2 separate regions of the Bicyclus anynana genome follow, and region 1 is linked to region 2. Evidence: chromatin contacts called from public Hi-C data. All regions are on one chromosome and are shown on one strand. Each heading gives the region's core, a stretch centred on a gene start, on an enhancer-like site or on the middle of the called end of the contact. The rest is flanking DNA. Distances are from core to core; before and after follow the strand shown.

What was found. A called contact is a pair of places that touch in the nucleus more often than the background predicts.
Region 1: a contact with region 2 is called in a Hi-C map of whole larva, with 3 times the contacts expected there. The contact joins the promoter of LOC112043399 here to the promoter of LOC112043413 in region 2. A contact is called at or near these places in 2 of 2 Hi-C or Micro-C datasets (whole body and whole larva).

Annotation. Positions count from the first base shown.
Region 1 is chr15:573,524-578,883 of ilBicAnyn1.1, reverse strand. It overlaps LOC112043399 (frizzled-2), which reads right to left and starts at 2,710. Exons shown (of 2, transcript XM_052885856.1): 1 at 2,297-2,710.
Region 2 is chr15:333,844-338,893 of ilBicAnyn1.1, reverse strand. LOC112043413 (BTB/POZ domain-containing protein 19) reads left to right here and starts at 2,882. Exons shown (of 10, transcript XM_024078814.2): 1 at 2,882-3,496. The coding sequence starts at 3,318. It overlaps Trnae-uuc (transfer RNA glutamic acid (anticodon UUC)), which reads right to left and starts at 3,595; the gene lies at 3,524-3,595. It overlaps Trnan-guu (transfer RNA asparagine (anticodon GUU)), which reads right to left and starts at 2,748; the gene lies at 2,675-2,748.

The DNA.
Region 1 (5,360 bases), core at 1,461-3,960, 240 kb before region 2:
GAATAGTTACTTAATGATAGTTCATTTTTGATTCTTTGTCATTATTTGCGAAAAACCGTCTAATACGAAATGTACGCGAAGATTCATCAGAATCGGCGATGACTTCGAAAGGAACGTTTTTGCAAATAATAGCATACTAAAAAATTGCCGCTACTCAGGCTTTTTTATGTCTTGAGGAACATGGTTACATGGTTAACAAATCAGACACCCGTTACTCCGTACGCGTGAAAATGTGTTTTTCACAAAACTGCCAGAGCTATGGACTTTTTCGGGAGCCTATGTGTTTATCAAAGGTAAACTCGCAAATTACTTCCAAATTGCAGTCACATCAGTTAAAATTGCGGCGTGAATGTGGGTTGGTGATTAGTCCCTGTATAATATTAGTGTGACAATAATTTTTGTCTGAAATTGTTTAATTTAACATAAGTAAGGGCTGCAATATTTCATTGTTATAGGCTGACCAGAGATATAAAAAACCCGAATTGAGGGCGCCACAAGTATTTTTTAATATTCAAGTATTTAAGTATACATTAGTTATTAATGTCCGCGACGTGGCGAGGTGTTTTTATTTTTCTGGTCAGGCTATGCAAACAAACATACGCATGAACCGCACAATAAATTACATTCAACCTTTCTAATTACTTACAGAGACAATGTACATTTTATTCAATGGCAAAGTGATTTTTTTAGATCATTGCGATCTAAAATTACAGCACAGCTTTTGTAAATCCGTTTACCCTTCTAAGGTTTAAAAAATTAAAACACTGAGTTTGAGTAAAATTAATAATACTTTTTTTATTTAGGCACGCTGTAAATATACATTTTTAATAATAATGCGCTATAAATAGATATTTTTAACAGCACGTAAAATAATGGCAAAAATAAAACCTGCGATACATAACCATGGAGTAATAGGTATGTAAAATTAATAATATTTTATATACAATGCATAAATAATAAACAATAGCTAGGACTATCCCAGAGGCACAGTGAGCATGGTGTCCCGAGTTGCAGTGTACAAGTCAAGTTTGTTCCTTTGCAGCGTATCCGGTTGTTTGGGCATAAACAAAATTTTATTTTTCTCGGCGCGTAATTCTCGCGGGAACGAAACGACCCACGACCTTATTTTCATGAAATTAAATGTTATAGAGTTTCTACTATACTTTACAGTTTACTGCTATTGTGAAACGCTGGTTTACACTGCAGTGGTAACTTTCAAAGAAAAATAAATTACAGTTTACAGAAGCAAGCGGTTTGCTGAGTTATTCGATAGCTCGGTGTCCATATGAGTATATTTTTTTCTGAAAAATGTTTAAATTTGTTTCCAGAAAGCGTCAGACTTTGTACTTTGTTTGACTACAGGTGCTGATCTTTTATCAACATTTATTTCAAGTAGGCTCAGTTTAGAAGCACTTTTGACACGTAAGTTGACCATTTGTAAAGATTCTACCACCGGTTCTGCTGAAAAGAAACCGGCAAGAAACTCAACAGTTGCTTTTTTTTAAAAAAGTTATCTGTGCTGTGTGATAAACGCACCCTTGTTTTGTGATTTAGGTCAATGATAGGTATTTCATTAGCAAAAAATATTAAGTAGGGTAGGTTATTAATTTGTGTAAATTATTCTTCAGCTTTTTATTTTATTAACGTATTTTTTATTCCTGTCTGTAGATGTCTATTTACGATATTCTTGAGTGCAAGTCTAGATACCTACCTACTAAACAAATTTTTGTTTTTATTGAGATTTTTTGGAAATGAAATTCAGCTGGATCCGTCGTTTAAATGTGTATAATATATTTATGTATCTATATCTATTTTCAGTTTGATTTCTCGCGTACCTCAATAATATTACTTATTGCAGCCGCGTTACATCTTTATCAATCAACAATTCGAAAATGTGTTTTACGAAGACCATAGACATTACAGTAACAGTAGAGGGATATAGAACTCTTAACAAGTCCACTAATTAGGTATTAATTTTATCATTAGATTCACGATAAACAGTGTTGATGTTTAACTGATTTTTCCGTGATACGAGGCAAATTCTCAAGTTTTATCACAGTCAAAGTGCTATGTAAACAAAAGAAAACAATGCAAACAATTTACGGTTGTAGAGATAACGTTTAGCCAAGACAGAATGGCACGACCTTCCGACGGCGTTCCTTCGATCGATCGTAATCGCCTTGCACCGCTGCAAGATACCCGTGTATATTGCCCAATCTAGCCCGCAACTTATCAACAAAACAAATCCTGGCTTATCATCTAATACGTCAAATCGATATTCGATAACCGAACTCACCGTTTTCCAAGCAGCAGCTAACACAACACTACACATGTATTTCGAACACACCAAAACTTCACCGTCGTCTTAAACAAAACCTAATTGAATCCATGTTATCATTTAAAAGTATCGATCAGTCACACACTGGAAACCGTCCTCTGCGACGCGTTATATTTTTACATTCAGACACCGAAGATTTCTTCACTGTTCCGCCGTTGTTCTCACTTAATTTACAGGTGAAACGACTTCGACAGAATCCGATAACGTTTTGGAAGTGAGTTATTGTTGGGTCACAGTCAGCTGGGCGATTGTTTGAAACAAATGATAGCGAATAGCGATATTTACGAAAGCGTACGTAACCAACTACACAACACGCTGTCAAGAAGCGCGGAGAGGGACTGACCGGGTGGATTGCGGCGGACTGAGACGAGTGAATGAACGAGGGAGCGCGGTGTAGCCGAGGGGGGACGCGCGGGGGCGAACTGATGTCACGACTGTTTCGGTATACCCCGTCAATAGATGGCGCCTCTTGTCCTCTAGACAAACTCGCAGGAGCGCCGAGCGTTTGAAATTTTCTAAATAATTATGCAGCCATTCCCGTGTTCTGGAATTAGGAAGGCGTTTTCGAATTATCGTAGTCAAACGTTTGCTCGTGCTCTCCGCGCTTTATCGAATCCGCTCTTTCAATGTCCGGATTCAATTTACGGCTATCGAATTTTAAATTCCGTCTCCGACGGAAATTAGTGTGTGCACAGCGTTAGGTAGGTACGTTGAACCGGGAAAAATGGGAAAAACGGGGGGAAATAATTACAGTTTGTTTGAGCAGCTAAGTAAGTGGAAAAATGTAAAAATCTAGCAATTTTAAAAAGGCGATTGTACCTTATCCGTAGTCTGTGAAAATTTCTATTAAAGTTTGTAGAGTTTTTTTCCTCGATATCTACTGGGGGGATAGAGATCAATGAAGAAAGTCTTTGATTACTTTATCCCTTTGCAAGTTCGAAGCGATATTGAAGGGACGGCGTCGGCTACATTTTTTTGCTTTTTTATCTTTTTGAGAGGAACCTACTCTAAACAAAGGAACTTTAAGGCTTTATAAGCTTTTATAACTAGCAGTTATATATACCTAGGTTCGAGTGCATTTAGAACATTAATTAACAAACCCGCCAAGTTTGCGGCGTCAATCCACAATAAAGCAGTGTGATGGGTGTATATCCAATTCCCTCTCCTATAATGAGGGAAGCCAGACCAGCCAGCCAGAGGACATTTAGATATTATATATTGTATATAATATACTTATATTGATATTAAATTAATTTTTAATCTTTCATTTACTTATTTGTCCTTTTTTTAATTTTTAACAATGTTTATACAAAAATATAATACAAAACACTATTAAAAATAAAAAAATAAACCCTAGCGCTGCGGGACATTTGAGTGCCAAAGCAACCGGCGTTCATGGCTCTATCTAGAGTGAGGAACCTCCTCACAATAGCGCCGTCTCCAGAATCACTGCCTTCTGTATCCGACTCTTGATCCAACAGTTAAGTGAAAGCTTCTTAAGATGTTGGTCGAAGCTTTTCGCTATAAGACCATTGACTGAAAAAACTATCGGAACAATAATGCAATGATAATAATAGTTGACTCAACATTCCAGATGGCGGTAATCTCGTGAGAAATTTTGATACTTTTTTCCTTCTAAGCTTTAACCAGATTATCGTCATATGGAACAGGTATATCAATACTTATTGCATAACGCACTGACCGATTGACTAGTACTTTAACAGGTCTATTGGCAACAATATACCTGTCAGTGAAATCGTTCGGTCCCAATAGAGCAATGCACTGCTATTTTCAAGAACTGACGCTGGGTCGTACATAAAGCAAGGCATCTCAGAATCAATAAGACCTTACTGAAGAGCAAGCTGTTGGTGGATTATCTTGGCTATTTGAAAACTACAGAGATAACGAATGTAAATCTAATGATGCGTTCCCTCGCTCAGCCATTACAAATGTTTTAATTTTTTTTACATTACAAATTAAATGCTCAGGCATTGAAATTTTAACTCCATAGGTAACCAGTTTGGAAAACGGACACAAATTAGCAGGTAAGGTAAGACAGACATGAGTGATACAGCTAAAATAAAAACATATAAAAACAAACATCTCATTCCAAACCAATCGAAAAACTATTCACCATCGCGATAACCAAAATAAAATATAAACATTCAAAATGGCGGCGCGTATCGGACCTCATCGTAATTGATTTAGACCGCGGGTACACAATAAATCAGCGCGTTATCGTCCCTATCGCCACTCTATTGTTTATGGCCGGGTATCATCTGTCATATTCCATAGACAAGCCGAGTTTTATATACTAACTAGTGTGGCGACGAGCTTAGTTTACTCTCTATTTATTTTGGATAAAATGTTATCTCCGATGTAAAGTACTGTTTTTTATTCTTTGTTAATATTGGTGTTATGTAAGTAGATACTTATTCTGTGGCACAGTGCTAAGTAAATACGTATACTTTATTACTTATTCATAGATTATGAACAGATCTCGCGTCGCGCGTCACTATAGTCTGGCAAATTCATTGATAACACTCCCATGATATGCGGGCGACAGGGGGAAAGACTTCGCGGGTGTGAAATCGTGCGTGCGGGGAAGTGACGTGCATCAGTCGTGGGTTTTTCATTCATCGCTATACGCCCCCCGCCCTGCGCGAAACATCGGGAGTGTTACGAGCAAAGTTGCCAAGCTTTAACCTATTATTTAATTTAAACAAACGTTTCTTCTTATTTTTCCTCTCATTTTGCCCAATACCTATACGGAGTTAGTTTTCCCAAGCAAAAAGCGTCACTTCGAACGCTGATATACATCTTTGTCAGAGAGCCCCAATTTTTTCAAGTCCTTTTGGTTTGTCGTCAGCCAAGAAGTCAAAGGTCAAGAGGCAAGGGAAATACACTTTTTTACCAAATAATAATAGTTAGGTCTGTGTATCCTGTTTTATTGGTGCAACCATAATCGTAATAGTAAAAGTGCAACTAGGTATCAATTTAACTTATGTTTAAGTTAAATTAT
Region 2 (5,050 bases), core at 1,633-4,132:
TGTTAGTCCCAGCCATTGGACATGTGCGTTGATATAATATCTCAGACAGTTAGTTAGATATCATTTTCTTAATATACATTTGGGAAAAATAATTAAATGCAATATCTTTATCCAATACAATACAATATTTAAGTTAACATAACATATTAGGCTCTTTATTTAATATAAGATGAAGAAGCTCAGCAACTTAGATCGTAGTTGAAATACATATAATGCAGGCATTTGTTATTTAAAAAAAATCAATAATCATGCCCAAATTCTTATAAACATCAAGAATGAATTACCTACCAATTGAATAGTTAATAATATCGGGAGACTCAATAAAGGGGCCACTACGTTCAAACCCACAATCCGTTGATTATTGAACGTTCCTTATCATAACACGTGTTAGCAAACAAGATACCTACCGGTCGAGAAAGGAAATAATCCCTCTATTAAACGTCCGGATTATCAAATGTAAATACAAGGTTTATCATGTGACAGTGATTGATGCTAGCCACATATTTACTTGGGTACCTACTTACCAACGTTAAAATAAAAAATAATATCTATCTGTCTACTATAAAGTGGGCGAGGTTTAATGTACTTAGATATGGAGGTTACGCTGATAAAAATATATTGAATATAATAATAGACGAAGACTAATTAACTAAAGAGAGAATAATAAAGAGACTCAAGAGACGCAATAAGGTTTCAAAAGACATATTTTTTGTACCGTATAAGCCGAAAGCTGAAGCCCAGATATTCTATACTTCTAAGACTGGTCAGATTAAATAGTGAAATACGTGATAATTGAACAGAACTCTATGGATTTTCAGTTCAATAAAATAATCATAAACTCACCTACTGACCACCAGAATGCACACACTATACTATTTCGTAGCAATTGGGCCACACCGCCCTACTTTCCCTGAAATTCATCAAGACATAACATAATCATCGCATAAATCGGTGCAACATAAGCATTACAATCGAAGCACAACGATAGACATTAGCCTTGGTCGATAAATATAGAAAAAGAAACAAATAGGGTAACTCCATGCCGTTAGCGCGTCAGCGGCACACAAACAAACCGAAGGAATTATTGTCCAAACTATATCCCGTTATTTAGTGGAACCTGTGAAAGCCAATAACGTATTGTGACTTTACAGAAAACCAGATGAGAGACCGTATAGCTGTCAGCGAGCCCGTCTGGGAGCAATACAGGCGTATGCACAAATAAACACATTCAAATATTATTGCACAACAAATGTATATAACTAAAATACGATAGTGAACTCAACATCCCTATTTATAAGAAACAAAATTCATTTTCAGTTTTGGTGGTAAGTATTCGTTCCAATTTCTTAAAAGTATCTAGGATAAAAACATAAATTCTAACTCGTGGTAATAATTTTGATCTGTAATAGATATTTTAGGGTAATTTCTTTGAGATATTACAGTTGTAAAATAATGAAATTTATATATTTTACAGGCTGAAATTTAATAATATAGTATCGTTTTATTTCTGGATGTATATCTTGGTTGCGAAAGCAAACAAGGTAACGTAATACAATTTAATTATTTACTCGTAGTTAGGTAGGTAGATACAACGTTCCACTCTGAATTTTAACTTTACCTTACTTTGGGTACTTAACAAATTAATTATTTGAATGGATGACAAAGATGCATTAAAATATTGTATATTTTATAGACAATAGATTATCAAAAGTAATTACGTTTATCTACCCACTTTTTAATTATTTATAATGTCGCAGATTATTAATTTCTCTATTCTGAGTGCCTACTACACTAACTTGTTTTAAATGTTAAATGAATTACTGAAAATCGTTATATTTGTACTTAATAATAAGATAAATGTATTAACTTATTTATCAAAGTAATAAATGATCTATCACATGGGAAACTCACATAAGTCTAGTAAGGATAGGAAGCGCTCAAGACTGACAGCTCGGAAATTGCGAACCGTGCACGGGCAGGAGTTCGAACACGCGAATCAGCCGACAAGCTGCTCACGATATAATATGCGAACACGACTACCTACCTATTAAAATAATTATTATTCTTTTTAAAATATCGAATTCAATAAATAATAGATAGACATCACCCAGTTGTTGTAAGGCGAAGAAGGCAGCGTATATTAGTACTTTATATTTTATCGATAACTACACCCACGTAATTAAAATGGCAGTGCACATCACTAATACACTAAAACTATAAAATAATAAATTTTCATGCCATTTCATTTCATTTCAATTTTCATTTCATTTTACTAAGTTAACCCAATAGTCACAAAACAGGCCATCAAATTAATCAAGAATTAGGACAGGTAAATTAGTTCTTCCAAGAGTATATATCCCTGCAAATAAGTTGAACCAAAATGGCAGTTGTCTTTGCAGGCACAATAATAAAAAGATGTGTCAGTGTAAAAAAGTTCTTTAACAACTACATATAAATAATGTAGTAGATTTTTCACATCAATGTAGTTTTTTTTATATTTATTAATCCTTTATGTAAAATTACTTTATACCTACGCCATGATAGGATGTGATTCTTAAATGTAATTTAATTTTAAAAACTACAATCACAATTTTCATAAAGCTACACTGGGAAATAAAAATATTAATTTTTAAATTGTCCATAGTACAAATATACAAAATAATTTCAAAAAATACGCCCCCGGGTGGGCTCGAACCACCAACCTTTCGGTTAACAGCCGAACGCGCTAGCCAATTGCGCCACGGAGGCACTTGTAGAAACGGTCAAAAATGTGTAACACATCTTTCAACCATAAAGACAAAGACAGCGATATCCATCGAACCGCATTTTACCTGAGAAAAACATAAACCAGTTTTAAACCTTTATAACCGTACTCAAACTCAACACACGGGCCTGTAACATCGACACAGAGGCAAAAATGCCTATAGATTGTCTATAGCTCAGTTTGTAATTGGAAAACGTGGTACAAATTGAAATTTGATGTTTCGTACGAAGCTTAGGCAAGTTTATTTGAGGTTATGTTGATAACTTAAACTCAGCTTCTACCTATATCAAGTTATTAGTGAATTATAAATAAAAATTAGATTAAATGTTGTCGAGAAACTGAGAATTAGTTACATGAAAGTGACAGAAGTGACTAATGTACTGAGATAGAATAGTTTGTGTCAATTTAGTGTTTTATGTGGATAATTATAGGGATTTGTTTTGCTTACACGTAATAAACAGTGAAGTGAACAAAAAGTCCAGTGATAAAAAATGAAAAACTAGCGAACTTGGACGATATAATTGTGAAGTTTTACAAGACTTACTTAGTCACAATGGCGAATAGAGTTAGTAATAACTGCTGCAGTGGAGTGTCTGCCGAACGCGCGGGCTTACCTGGACTCCTACGAGATCTGCAAAGACTCTCGGAAGACCAGGATTCCGCTGACATAGTGTTCGTTCTTGGTACGGCGGAAGAAAAAGTCTACGCACACAAAATTATACTTTATGCCAGGTAAGTACTTAAATTAAGAAAAAAGATTTCCCGTACCGGGAATCGAACCCGAGCCTCCTGGGTGAAAGCCAGGTATCCTAGCCACTAGACCATACGGGATGTGGTTAAAGTTGTAAAAATAATAAACATATTCTTAAAATTAAATTAGTTGCATTTTAAAAATAATTAATATTTTTGATATAAGTCTGCAAAGCATGTAATTTACAAGACTTATGTGTAATGAATACATAATAAAAAGAGTTTGAAAATGTGATTCAATTGTATAGGAAAGAAGCAAGTAAAGGATAACAACGTGCATACTAGTACCATCTAGTGTCGGTAAGAAAAAGTATAGCTATTGGACAACCACCGCTAGATGGCGCATTACCATTAACTAAATTATATTAGAGTATACGTTACATATTAGAAATCAACACGTGAAAAACATTTAAATATAATTACATACACTAATTATTTAATAAATAATAAAAATAACTTTTACTTTATAGATAAACACGATGTAGAAAGCATAAGTAAAATTATAGGCTACTCTAGGTAGTCGGTACTCAATTCAGAAACCCGCCAACTCGCATGGAGCACGTGGTGGGTCAGCCCTTCATATCCTCCTCTATAAGAAGGGAGGCCTGGCCCTGTAGGCCTGATGTGGGCCGTTAAAATAGTCATTTATCATCACCATTATCAGCATAATGGTGATGATGAATGACTCAGGTCAGGAATGTAGGACTTATTTAACGGTATAGAACGGTTGTAATGAGAAAACTCCTCCTTTTTTGAAGTCCTTTATAAAACTATGAATCAAAAAGTAAAGAATACAAACAAACCTGCGCCCAAAAACCTATATTAGTTTCTTCGTATTTGAATAACATTACTCTCTGTAACATATTGTGTTCTGTCCAATGAAGGGTAGAAAATCGAGTTACTACTAACTAAAGTTATGCTCAAACTTGGACAAGAGTATGTAGCTAAAGAATTGTAAGAATATTGGAAATATAACCAGCTTTTACTTTCAGCCAAGTTTTACCGCACTTTGTGGACGGTTGATATACGGTATGAGTTGTGAAAATGTACCAACTACCATTTCGGTAGCTTTTGTTAATGTATTTTTTTACTTTGTGATTTATTGGAGTTATTTTCAACGGTTCTTATGGCTTCCTATAAATGTACTCCTTTTCATTTATTATGTTCTTACTACTAGTTAGTAAGTTTGCTGTCGGGTATGTATAAATTTAACTTCAGATCTGAAATAGTTGAAATTAATAGTTTATAAAATCGGCGGAAATCAATATTTCTCAAAGGGACGATTTTTGTGCCAGCATCCTTTTTCACTCGTACCTTCTTTCATGAAAATAATAGAAAAATCTGTTATCTTAGATTTAAACCAAATTGATCCTTCACTTTGTGATGGTTCGAGAGCTAATTTATTTCGAGTAGCGATTTTCGAGTCAGAAATTCTTTTATTGATTGTCTTTCATTATTTTGAATTTAATTATGAATATTGGAAAGTTTTGGTATTTTCGTTGCAGACTGAATACTAGTAGTATACTCGTGTACTCG